Regions from separate parts of the Rattus norvegicus genome. Here region 1 is linked to region 2. A link is a contact called in public Hi-C data. All regions are on one chromosome and are shown on one strand. The core of a region is the stretch at or near the end of the contact, and the rest is flanking DNA. Distances in the headings are between cores, read along the strand shown. Region 1 has its middle 33 kb from the start of Lrrc40. Region 2 has its middle 140 kb from the start of Ptger3.

The links. Hi-C and Micro-C count contacts between places; a contact is called where the count stands out from the background.
Region 1: a Hi-C map of liver shows a contact between it and region 2, with 3 times the contacts expected there. The contact joins two enhancer-like sites. A contact is called at or near these places in 6 of 12 Hi-C or Micro-C datasets (the A7r5 cell line, the Rat2 cell line, Schwann cells and 2 more).

The regions. Positions count from the first base shown.
Region 1 is chr2:249,790,037-249,796,756 of GRCr8, reverse strand. It overlaps a transcript of Lrrc7 not described here. Among named protein-coding and RNA genes, the nearest start is that of Lrrc40, 33 kb to the right of the region's middle. Within about 2 kb of position 2,671, at least 14 of the 93 cell types and tissues checked have an H3K27ac peak or open chromatin away from gene starts, as enhancers often do. A contact at or near this core is called in liver, where this site is marked.
Region 2 is chr2:249,402,124-249,409,101 of GRCr8, reverse strand. It overlaps a transcript of Ptger3 not described here. Among named protein-coding and RNA genes, the nearest start is that of Ptger3, 140 kb to the right of the region's middle. Within about 2 kb of position 3,836, at least 4 of the 93 cell types and tissues checked have an H3K27ac peak or open chromatin away from gene starts, as enhancers often do. A contact at or near this core is called in liver, where this site is marked.

The DNA.
Region 1 (6,720 bases), core at 1,422-3,921, 390 kb before region 2:
GGAGCATGCAGATGCCCCACCCCTGAGCTATACCCCAACCCATACAAAAGGGACTGTCTCCAGAGTTCTAGCCTGTGGTATTAATACATTTTTTTAAAAAAAATTAAACCATCAATGATTTTTCAATCATTTCTTTTTTTCTGGTTGTCCTTGCAATTAAATCAAATGAAAAAGAGGGATATGCTCAAAGTTTCCCTGTGGGAACAGCTAAATATACAAGTCCCAACGTTTCCCATTAAGAAACAGTCAACTGGGGAGACAGATGCTCAACTCTAGCAAACCGTTGTCTTCGAAAACTGTGAGTGAGCGCAGAGCCCACGTCCTCACGGTCCCTCTCACTCTTACACAGCAGCAAAGAATTCCTTTCAGCTTTACTGATTTGTACTATGGAAGTAGGACAATCTAGAAGACTAGCTCTTGCTTCTCCCTTGTGTTCATTGTCCAGAAAGGACAAGTTTCTGGAGACAGAGGAGGCAGTATTGTCCAGGATGAGTCATTAGGCCTGGATTGCTATTCCTTTTCATTCAGTGCTTGAGGGAAGCTTCCCTTGAGGATCAAAGGCAGGGAGAATGTAGGAATAGGGCTTCTCAAGGCCGGAAAGCCAAGGCCTACTGCTCCAACTATGTCCTTGAGGTACCGTGTTTGAACAGAAAATAAGACCCTGAGAGGCCAACAAGAAGTGCAATTTAAACTGCACCTAAGATAATAAAATTGGCTGAAAAAATAAAAAACAGATTTCGCAGAACTAGCTTTCCTGTAAATGCCTCGTGGACAGCTCATAAGCAGCTGAAGTTATTAGTGTTTGGTCCTAGAGGACTCTTCTCTAAGGGTGGTCCAGCAGTGACCCTTTCAGCTGTCTTATCCACATTATCGATAACTCCCCAAGTTCCCACACAAAGTCTCTCCTGCCATTGTGTTACATGGCAAGAAGAACAGGGCTTTTTGGTTTTTTGTTTGTTTGTTTTACTTCCTTGAGTAGTCCAGGGTTGGGGCAGCAGTAGTAACTTAGGATGCATTCAGATGTGATCACACAGCTACCCTTGATGGTGAAGAGCTAGAGTGACTTAGTGTATCTGTGTATTAAGTTAGGAAATGTTTAGCAGAAACATAGCTGCATTTGAAAACGAGATTGTGCACTTGGGGGCAGAAGCAGGTGGATATTGGAGTTCAAGGCCAACATGGTCTACAGAATGAGTCCCAGGATAGCCGGGGCTAACAGAGAAACCCTGTCTCAAAAACTCCAAGAAAATAAAAAATTAATGAGATTGAGTTTTGAAAATACTTAAAGTATTTCCTGACCTCCAGGTACTACTTTAAGCATTCTAGATATCTAGGTTGGGAGGCACTGAAACACACCCCACAGCTGTATTGGCCAGTAACGGAAAGTCTACTTGTTGTAGAAAGTTGATAGTTCCTGCTCCATGGACACTGTCATCTCTTAAACCAGACTTTAGAATCACCCAAACATTTGGGGAAGTGAAAAACAATATACTTTGTTAAACAGACTGTTCTTTTTTATTTTTAATGGTGTACTGATACATGACAAATGATAAAAGCAACTCCAAGTTGTGTCAGCCACACTAAGGCATCTGACATCACAGAGAATCTCTTAAACAGCCACCAAAGAAATGGAGAGAAGAAATTAAATGTTTGAAAAAAAAATAGAGAAGAGCCTTGGGAAATGGCTCAGTATGTAAGGGGTTGACTGCACAACTATGAGGGCTTACGTCAGGACCCTCAGAAAACATATAAATCTGGGCAGGCATGACAGCCTCCTATCATTCCTTGTCTCAGAAAGCAAAGACAAGTGACAGCGCGCGCGCACACACACACACACAGACACACACACACACACCACACAACAGTGCTAGCTGGATTAGCTCTGACTTCAAATGGAAGGCCCTGCTCTCCTAAATATAAGGTGGAAAGAGATTGGGGAAAATATTTGACAATAACTTTAGGCCTCCCCACAGATACATGCACACATGTGATAAAACCAAAGACACACATGCAGAAGAAAGTGGACTAGAATCTTAGTTCTTAGCACCTTACAGGAGTTCTCATGGTTTGGAACATTCGTCTGTGGGATGGATGTGGTAAAATTCCTATACACAGTAGATGGGTGGCCTCTCAGAGGGGCTCAGGTTTACCCCAAAGAATGATCAGTAACAGCAGCGCTCCATGGGGCTGTCAGGATTAGTCCCTCATTGGATTATTTAATCCTGACCTTCATTGGTGGTAGGAATAGAAAGACATTTAGTCTCCATACACCAGATTTTGTGCTCCAACCTGTTTATCATCCTGAGTGGCCAGGTCCCTCACAGATTCCAGAAGTCTCTGAAGAACTCTGAACATTGTCAAAGGCTTTAGTAAGGAGCTCTAACGGAAGGTTAGAGGAACAGCTAGAGGAAGGTTAGAGGAAGGTCAGGAAGTCACAGCTAAATCAAGGCTTCTAGAGAAATGTTTCGCAGGGTGCTGCTTCAGTCAGATTATTTTCTGTTAGACACTGAAGATCACTTCCTGACCATAGCTTAGCTCCAACTGTCCATACTGCTCAGACTCCATGCCTGGTGAATGTAATGGTCGGTTTTGTAATGTGTATTTGAAAGGTCACTCACTAGGTGAGGGCAAATGAAAGCCGTCGCTATGATTTGGAAATCAGCTCTCAGAAGCGGCTGAGTGACCTCCCTTGGACCTTCTGCATGTGTCATGGTGCATTTTAGGATCTGTCGTAGCCAAGGCTTGTGAAAGTAGCTTTTGGGAAGGAAAAGTAGCTTTTTGGGGAAGCTAGGAGGACAAGGGGAGTGGCTCACAGGAGCACAAATGCAGACTCACAACCCATATCAGGGTTGAAATTGCTAGGTCCTCACTGCCAACTTCCCAGCAGGCTGGCTTGAAGATGACAACAGCTCAGGGAGCCTTTGAGCAAGGGAAGAGAAATAAATTCTTATTTCCCTGAAAACTAAATTCTCAGGTGGTTGCCTGACAGGGGAAAGGGAGGATTTTTAAATCATGGCTTTTGTTGATGTTCTCTGGCTTTTTCTTGGGAGGCTGCTTCAAGCAATAAAGTGAGGTATGCAGTAATCCTGTCAGGTGGTACGCCAGGCTGTAAGTCTTCTGCAGGCTGCCTGCTTACCCACACAATTCACATAGGGGCTGAAAACCTTAACTTATCAGGGAAGGAACTAAGTTTTACAGAGTTCCTTTAACCAAATAGGCTTGCTGCTTTCTTCCTGCATCTGCCAAGTCATTCTGGCCATTTTCATTGATCTCACCAGATGAGTAACATTTTAAATCCCAAAGGCTTAAATGGCAATGTAGAAATAACTCCTTATCATTTTTTTCCAATTTAATTCTTCACTCTTTGTCATATTTTCATTTTCGTGCATTAGTTCCCATGACAACAGGTCTGTTGGCAGAGAAAGTGTAACTCTTAGCGTTGATCACAATATAAATTCCTTTCCAGGCAAGTGCCACCTGAACATGCAAAGACTGGAGTTCTCTTGCTAATGACATCTTCTTACCTCTTATATTGATTTCCTATCCCATCCCCCAGCAAAGCTCTTACAGAAAAAAAAAAAAAAAAAAAAAAAAAAAAAGCAAACAAAAACAAAAACATGCAGAGGCCTTCCAGGCAGCTACAGCTTCAAGGATTTAACCTTTGGGTTCTCATGGCTTCCCCATTCCAAGTGTCAAAAATGTGAATGTGTCTATCAGGGATGTACAGAAGACAACTTTCAATCTCTATCAAAACCACCCGGTGTGTCTGAGGAAATCGACATGCCCTGAAACGAGCCTCACATCAGTGTCTGATGGCGAGAGGAGAGGAGAGGCACTTAAGCAGTTTTCCTCCCAGTAAGTCAATGGCAAAAAGGCCAAGCAAGCTCTAAGCTCTTGAAAAGGAGCAGACTCCGGTGGAAAGCAGGCGACATGCTCCCTGTATGGGGGAGGGGGCTGCTTCGGTTCAGACAATTTGTGACCAAGTGTGTAAGAGCAAGCGATTGCATCAAGCTTGGCCATGTGTGCATACGATCCCAGCAATGGAGGTCAAAGGCAGGAGGATTACAAGTTTGAGGCCAGTGTGGGCTACATAGGAAGGACTAGCACGTAAAAGGCCCACTGAAGCTAAAGAAATGGAATGTAGAGATAAAGGTAAGAGGAATAGGCAGAAAGCCCAACCCCAAGATTAAACGTTTGTTTTAAGCTTTAGGCTCCATCATGGCTTGACATTGGCAGTCCCAACCACTGCTTCAGTATCCAGAAGCAACAGGTCTACCGTCAGAAGGACTTACCCAGATATGTGTAGATTTTTTTTTTTAAAGAAAAACTGATGAATTCAGGGGAATGAAATAGATATTAAATAAAAGGTGGTTATCTCAACTACAGTTAGGAAAAACGATCAAATGTAAATGATCTTTTTGCTTAGTCTTATGAGACACTTAAGCACTAAGCCGCTTGTATAAATGTATTTTTGGCTGTTCAAAGGTTATTTTCCTATATTAAGAAGTTTATTAAAACCTTTTATTGCAACTCAGGTTTTGTGTCTCTTAGACACGCATTTTTCTTTGCTAGTTTGTTTTGCACAGCTGGAGTTTCGAGGTTGCATAATGCCTGGGCACTGCAGGTCAGCCGAACCGCCTGATAGCTAGACTAAGGAAGGTACTTGACACATGGACAAACCACATTGTTTCTCATAGCTCTCCATGCCTCTACTACAGTTAGTCGGGAAATCTTAGATGGTTTTGTTTTTGAAGTCTCTGGAAAAAACCAAGACGAATCTCTCAGGCAGATAAAGAATTTCCCGTATTTGCTTAAATGTACTATTGAAATAAGTATTATTTCCAATACTTGTTCTTCCACTCAGAGGGCACACAATGGTCTCAGACCAGGGAGAGGACATCTGGCTTAGATCAGGACTGCTAAGTGCTGTGTAACTCTTAGGGAACTTTGTTTTGATGTCAGTGTCAACAGACTGCAAGGAATGTTTCATATTCCTGCTCCAATAATTAGACATTTTCTTTGCTTCCCTCCTCTAAAGAGCAAGCCTTACTGTGGTACGTTTGGAGTAAAGACAGATGTAACCGACAGGCAAACGCACTTTTGTTGGAAGAATCAATTAAGGTCTTTTTGTATTCAGTGAATAGAAGGGACTGAAGGCTGATTGAGAATGTGAAACTGTTTACACATGAAGGGACTCTGTCCAGGGCTGGCAGGAAGCCAGAGGTAGATATATCTATTGAACTTCAAAAGGGTACGGTCACTGCAAGGTCACTACAGGTTATAGCAAGAACCAGACTTTTCTTTCCTACTTACAGCCACCCAAGGGTACCTCACTCTCTCACTCTCGGCTGTGTATGAGAAACTCAACTGTAGTCTCATTCTTTTCAGGAAAGAAATACTAAGCATCAGAAAAGTAATTCTGAAGGAAGACAATGGTGGGGTTCCAAGAGGTTTGTAAAGAATTATACAAACACACTGCAGACGATTTTTTAAAAATATTCATGAAATTTATTTTTCACTTTCAAAACTATCAGATTGATGATTTTTGCCCTCAGTAATTTATGAGATGAATCTATTTCATTATTCTGTAAATATTTTATGTGTCAAACACATAAAAATTTCTGAGGTCATCTAAGCCAGTTAATGAAATATTTCATTTCATAAATGTCATGAGAGAAATTCCTAAGTGGTGACGCAGCTTTGGGTCTCTTGACCATACTCTCTGATGGGATCTGGCTTCACTACCATAAGTGCAGTACCCAGGTAACACATCTGCAGTAACTGTAGTAATCCTCCCTCAGAACCAGAACTGGGACCTCATTCCGATCTAGCTGATGACAGGTGGCAGGTGAGTGTTCCTTCTGTCCATCTTTTGCTGTCTATGTGGACATTCTGATGTGTGTCAGTGAGCTGAATTCTACACGCTGTATATATTGCATGCATTTCACTGCAGTCTATGGACATGCCCTTTGTAGAGCTTTTATGGAAGAACCAAGAAGCCAAGGCAGTTTAGCAAACGAGGCTCAATATTTATAAACCGGGGCCTTTTCTGTCTCTTTGCTAGCCTAGGTGGCTGTATACAAACTGGGTGGGAGGGGCAGCAAACACCTCACACATCACATTTAGATTTTCTACTTGGTTGTACTCTAGCCAATCAAAACAAATTGCTTACTTTAATAATAAAGTTTACCATTTTTTATTAAAAAAAATCAAACCATGACATGTTTAATTGAACTGGCTGTATTGTAATTAATATTTTGAGATAATTGTGATTTTCAGCTTAAAATTATATATAAAAATTGTCATTTTTGTATGTGTTAAAAAACCAATGTACCATGATTAACAGTACTTTTTAGTTAAACTACATATTGGTGTAAATAAAACTGAATGAAGAAACACTTATTACTTTATTAACTTAGATTGTGAATGTACTTCATGGTTTTTTGCCATATGAGACCATAACAACCTTGAAAGCTGTTTAACTTTATGTGCAAAGTCCCACTAACCTGTATTTCAACTTTGCCAAGCCAGTGACTTTGCAAGTGTGATCTGTACTCTCCAGCTGTGTCTTACGTTCTGACACGAGGGGTTAAGGGTAGGGTGTCGTCTGGAAGCATCTACAGATGCGCTTTGTACAGGTAATAGCGCTGTGTGGTGTATAGCAGAGCCATTTTTAGGTTCTGTTGTACTCAATTTTTTCAGAATTTAAAAAAAGTGTTT
Region 2 (6,978 bases), core at 2,587-5,086:
ACCACAGAGATATTTCTGAGAAGGCCCAGAAGAGAGAGTCCTCTACAGATGCAGAGATGTGGAAAAGCCTGCATGCAGATCTGAAAAGAGCAAATATTGTAAACAAGCTTCAACTTATAAGTTGATGGCAATACAGTTAAACCACAAGCTAATTCTCATTTAATATTAAATTATCATTAAAAAATAGTAAATAAGAAAGTGTAAGATATGTATCATTCTATAGGTAATCTAGCCAGACCTCTGTAGACAATGGACATGGGGAACAGGACCCTTGTTTAATTTTCCTTTCTGAAGCATCTTGGTTAAGTGTAGAAGTTCTCTCAAGGGTGGGAAGTGAATCTAACAGTGTTTTGTGGCCTTGGTTAGTTTTTCCATTCATCAAGAGAAAAAGAAGTAAGTCTGAAATCCACAGAAACGGTGGATTCACTCCTAAAATTTCTATTTCAGTTGCTTATTTTCATACTTGAGCTAGTGGGAAAATGTTTGCTTTCCTGGACTTCAATAGCACATAGCACATAAAATAGGTGCTGTACAACACACACTCTTGGTGCCTTGAGGAAGATCCTATCTGCTATGTTGTTAAAAATCTGTTCAAACTCATCAAGTCAATGGTCAAGAAGAGCTGTGTTTATCTATCTATCTATCTATCTATCTATCTATCTATCTATCTATCTATCTATCTATCTATCTATCTATCTATCCATCCATCCATCCACCCACCCACCCACCCACCCACCCACCCACCCACCCACCCACCCACCCATCTATCTATCTATCTATCTATCTATCTATCTATCTATCTATCTATCTATCTATCTGTTTGTTTTTACACTCCAGATTTTATTCCCCTTCCGGTCCACCCCACTCCGAGAGTTCCACATCCCAGTCCCACATTTCCCCCACCCCCATCCCCCCACCTCCCGTTTCCACATGGATGTCCCCACCCCACCCACCCCACTAGACCTCCAAACTTCCTGGGGCCTCCCATGGAAGAGGGTTAGGTGCATCTTCTCTGACTGAGCTCAGACCCGGGAATCCTCTGCTGTATATGTGTTGGAGGCCTCATCTCAGCTGCTGTATGCTGCCTGGTTGGTGGTTCAGTGTCTGAGAAATCTCAGGGGTCCAGGTTAATTGAGACTGCTGGTCCCCCTACAGGGTTGCCCTCCTCCTTAGCTTCCTCCAGCTTTTCCCTAATTCAACCAGAGGGGTCAGCAGCTTCTGTTCATTGGTTGGGTATACATATCTGCATCTGACTCTTTCAGCTGCTTGTTGGGTCTTTTGGAGGGCAGTCCTGGTAAGTCCCTTTTTGTGAGCACACCATAGGCTCGGTAGTGGTGCCAGGTCTTGGGGTGGATGCCACTTGAGCTGGATGCCACTTTGGGCCTGTCGCTGGATCTTCTTTTCCTCAGGTTCCTCTCCATTTTCATCCCTGCATTTCTTTCAGAGAGGAAGAATTATGGGTCAGAGGTTTGGCTGTGGGACAGCAAACCCATTCCTCACTTGATGCCTTGTCTTTTTGCCGGAGGTGGGTTCAATAAGTTCTCTCTCCCCGTGTAGGGCCTTTTGTCTACGGTTCTCCCCTTTGAGTCCTGAGAGTCTCTCACTTCCCAGGTCTCTGGTACTTTCTAGAGGGTCTTTCCAACCTCCTTCCTTCTGAGGTTGCCTGTTTCCATTCTTTCTGCTGGCCCTCAGAGCTTCAGTCCTTTTCCCCACCCAATAACTGATCATGTTCCCCTTTCCCCCAACCACTACCCATCCCTCCCTGCTTCCCTCCTGACTTGTGGTTACTTTCTTCTTCCTCCCAAGTGGGATCCTCACTTGGGCCCTTCAGCTTCTTGAACTTTTTGAGTTCTGTGGACTGTATCTTGGGTATTCTGTACTTTTTTTGTTGTTTGTTTGTTTGTTTGTTTGTTTGTTTGTTTTGGCTAATGCCCACTTGTTTGTGAAAATATACCATGCATGTCCTTTTACCTCTAGTTCCATCTATTTGCCTGTAGAACTCAGAATGTCCTTGTTCTTAATAGCTGAGTAGTATTCCATTGTGTAAATGATCCACATTTTCTGTATCCATTCTTCTGTCATGGGACATCTGGGTTGTTTCTAGCTTCTGGCTATCACAAATAAGGCTGCTATGAACATAGTAGAACATGTGTCCCTGTGGCATGGTGGGGCATTTTTTGGTTATATTCCCAAGAGTGGTATTTCTGGATCTTTAGGTAGGTCTATTTCCAATTTTCTGAGGAACCTTCAAATTGATTTCCAGAGTGGTTGTACCAGTTTGCAATCCCACCAGCAATGGAGGAGTGTTCCTCTTTCTCCACATGCTTGCCAACATGTGTTGTCACCTGAGATTTTGATCTTAGCCATTCTGACTGGTGTGAGGTGGAATCTCAGGTTTTGATTTGCATTTCTATGATCACCAAGGACTTTGATTGTTTCTTCAGGTGCTTCTCAGCCATTGGAGATTCCTCTATTTCCAATTCTCTGTTCTGGCTTTGAACTCTGGCATTAGTTTTAGCTACCCAGTTCAGAGTGTTACCAGAGGAGTGAGGTCAAACACCATGCCCTGGTAGGTCTAAAATGCTAGGCTCAGCTGCCTCCTCAATACATCAATTCAAGAGACAACTAATAGTGAAAAGCTGGGAAAAGAGATTAATTCAATGGTCTCATTCAGAAGAGAAACTGGAAAAGAAATCTAGTAACCACACCTTCCCAAGTGCATCATGGGAAGGGCCCCATCATGAGGTCTGTATTTAAATAGAGGGTAAGAAGTGTGCATAACTTAACAGTTGGGGCAAAGACGTAGCTCCTTCTGTCTTTGTCTCTGTTCTCATGTCTCTTCTGCAAAGTGTTCTGACAAGTTATCAGAATTGTGTGACATCTCTTTCTGGTAGGCAAGTACCCCCTCTGGCTGACACCAGGCTCCCAGCATGAGATTTCTGGGGAAATACCAATTTCCGAGGTTCATCATCTTAATAGTCTTAATAGCCAAAAGAAGAGGCACCAGGAGTCCCTTCCTCTTGCCTGGAAGGTTGTAATTGTTTCCATCTCTGTGAAATGATCAGTGGAAGCAAACCACAGTGGACCTTCAGTGCCTGAACATCACAGCTGCTCTTTCCCTTTCGATGAGGATGGTTTTCGTTCATTTCATTGTATATCACCCTCAGGAAGAACATAGAGAGAGGGAAAAAACACAAAATGAAATCCAGTCCCTAAGGTAACCAGTACTTCTAATTGATATAGTATCATGTTGTACTCTGAAAACTTATCACTGTGGTTTCAATTCTTCTGCTATTAGTAAAGACTTGAACCTTAATCAATGCCCAGCACAGTGAAAGCTGTGAAGGGTCTCTGTACAACAGAGCTGTGGAGTTGAGAATGTTTGCCAGAGACTTGGGAAAACTTAGGTAAGCTGTTCTAAGCTGGTATCTCTTATGCTCATAGGTAATTAGAGGCAAAAGAATATGTTATGTGAGATAGTTGTGACAATTAGGACTACATTACTGCCAGATAGGTTGGTATTCTGTACCTAATTGGATCCAAGTGGCCAGACCCTGGCAACTACGGTTGCTCAAGTGTCAAGCAGGGTGGTACCTGTTTCAGCTACCCAATACAGCTCTTTGCAGAACAAAACAGCAACAGAATTACTCCAAACTCTTGCAGGAAGAATTAATGTTCACTGAAGTTCTAGTGAAGTTTTGAAATCACTGGATTATTTGTTTTTCTCACGTGAATGCTTTTGCGTAAGTCGAAACTTTGATAACTATCAACTGGATAGCAAACACAGAGAGGTGTTACACACAGCAGATGTTGAGACTTTGTATTTTCAGCTTTTTCTACTTACTCACGTGATGGGAACAAGAACCTGCTGCCTTCCAGTAGCCCTGAGAGCAGAGAGGGCTGACTCTGCAGGCCTTGGCCGAGAGAGAGAGAGAGAGAGAGAGAGAGAGAGAGAGAGAGAGAGAGAGAACGAAACAGAGACAGAGACACACAGAGAGAGACAGAGGCAGAGAGACAGAGAGAAACAGAGACAGAGACACAGAGATAGGGACAGAGAGAGAGTGAGACAGAGAGATCTGTAAGACAGACCCACCCTCACACTGAACTTCAACCTTGGCTCCTGACATTCATAGATCGCCAGTCAGAAAGTGAATGGTGAGCCAAGTGAACTATGCAATGTCACCCTTCTAAACTAGGCAGCATGACCATAAATTTGGTCAGCTTTTTAAATGAGAGCTGGAGGAATTATCTACGTATTTCCACATTCCATTCCATGTCCTGGAGGACATGGCTTGTCACTTGCTGTTAGTTTTCTGCAATTTCTTTTTGATGGCTTCTTCACCTATGTGTCTTACAATTCCTTGGCTTTGTTTTCATCAGTGTTGTGAAGTTTCATATCTCTTGCAAGTTGTACAATTTTAATTGACACAGTGTTTCGTTGGCACTGGAGGCCCATTCAATAAAAGCTATTTCCTCCTGGTGGAAAGAAATCTACCTCTGAGTGGAGACAGTGGTGTTCCATAAAGATTAATCCCATTGGGCAGGTCAGTCACCTGACCAAGGATAGGAGGAACAATTATCCCTTTAGATAAATGTCCCAGTGAAGGCTTCTATTGCTGTGATGAAACTCCATGACCAAAAGCAAGTTGGGGTTAAGGTTAGGGTTCGATTTACACATCCATGTTGCAATCCATCACTGAAGGAAGTCAATACAAGAACACGAACAGGACAAAAACCTGGAGGTAGAAGATTTTCTCATCATGGCTTCCTTAGCCTTCTTTCTTTTAGATCCCAGAACCAACTGCCCTGGCATGGCACCACCCACAAAGGCTGGGCCCTTCCCCATCAATCACTAATTAAGAAAATGTCCTACAGCCAGATGTTCTGTGGGTGTTTTCTTCATTGTAGGACCCTCCTTTCTGATAACTTAAGCTCGTGTCAAGTTGACATAAAACTGGCCAGAACAGAAATTTTGCCCCTGCAAGTCATTCCAGAGCCTTCCTCGGATTCTGTTAGGTCTGTCCCCCTTTCCAACTCAAAAAAGGATGATTAACCCTTTAAAAATTACATATTTTTCTATTTTTCAGATTAAGATGTAATTACATTATTCCCCTTCCTCTAACTGCTTCCCTTAACGCCTTTTTCTTTTTTCTTTAATTGTTGATATATGTATATATCACATAAATTCCTAAATATATAAAATATAACCTGCTTAGTTTATATAACTTTACTCGTGTATATGTGATTTCATGGCTGACCACTTGGAATTAGATAACCAGTTGGTTATATTTTTCTGGGAGACCATTTCTCCTGCTCTCAACATTCCTTAGTTGGTTGTGGCTCTTTGTGTAGGGTTGAGGCCCTGTGAGCTTTCTCCAGTTCACATGAGCATGTCTGTTATCTGTTGTGTCTGCCTTGCTCAGGTCCTGTTTAGGCAGCCATGTTGATGATCCTATATACATAGCTGTAGCTTCTAGGAGATGTAATCTCACAGCACACCTCCTGCTCCTCTGACTCTTACAGTCTGTAAGCTCTCTTCTGCTACAGTTCCTGAGCCTCTTTTGTTGTCTTTTGTGCCTTTGTTTAAGACACTGGCCAGAGGGGTTGGGGATTTAGCTCAGTGGTAGAGCGCTTGCCTAGGAAGCACAAGGCCCTGGGTTCGGTCCCCAGCTCCGAAAAAAAAAAAAAAAAAAAAAAAAAAAGACACTGGCCAGATGTTTTATCTGGTGCTCTGGGTTACTCCACTCTTTCTCTAAAGCTCCCTCCCTCCCTCCAAGCCATTCAAGTCAATTGTTTGCCGTCTGCTGCTGTGGATGTCCAGGCCTAACTCAGAAACCGAGGTTTTCTCTCCTTCTCTCCATCCTCCTTCTCCAGGCAGCTGCTGAGATTTACGGTCCCCTTGCTCTGTTTTGTTTTGTTTCTTTTATTCTTATTCTGAAATCTCAAGCCGAAGATGCAAAATTTAAAATGAAAGTAATATCGAAACATTCCACTTGAACTCTCTATAGAAGATGTAAAACAAGTTTGAAGCCTGGATCCCTTGGGGAGTCGTTTTTATAAAGATTCACTCTTCCCTTGTATAATTTTAAAGCCAATCTAACCACAAAGGTCACTTACTACATCCAGGGGTGGTAGCTTCCCCTGCTTGTCATGGATTTACTTGCTAATGGAAGTTTTTTTTTTTTTCTCTCTCACAGCTGGAATACTTTCCCTCATCCATCTTTGCTCAGTGTGTGATCTGGTTCAGCTCAAGACAGTAACTTCAGAATACTGATAGCACTGCATAAGGGAAGTGTTACACCATCTGCAGATGAGGAAGCTCAGCCGATTGTCTCCATGTGCCCCAGGGTCACACACCGGCTCACACAGAACCTCACCTTGCTCTCGTGATAGAATTCAAGTGAGGCAGAGAATTCGACCGCCAAAAATAGAACCAAAACAAAATCCAAAGCACGGGTTCCACCCTAGCCAGCTGCCTTCGAGAACCACAGGTCCTCGCAAATTGTTTTAGGCTAATGGGGGCTGTGTTTACAGCTGAGTGGCAAGATCTACTACTGAGTTGTGAAATCATCTTGGTGGATAGCAACACACTTGTTTTGAAAATAGCTTGGGAAAGACTAGAATAAAGGACGATAAAAAAAAGTTGAAGCACCTCATACCTAGAACAAATGAACATTGGGATCATCACGCATAGCCAGGACAGAGATGAGAGGTCTTTGTGGTAACAGTAACAGCCCCAGTCAATGGTGAGCAAATGAGTGAGTGAGTGTGTGTGTGTGTGTGTGTGTGTGTGTGTGTGTGTGTGAAGAAGCTCACAATTGCTGTGTGTGCTCAGCACACAGAGAGGTGACATAAGAGGTGAAGCTGGACCCTGACCAGGAGTTGTACTGAGTTATGAGTAACAACATTCTTCTGCAGACAGTGAACCACAATAGGCTCTTGCTCTCAGAGGTGTCATGACAGGACATCTGAGAGTTG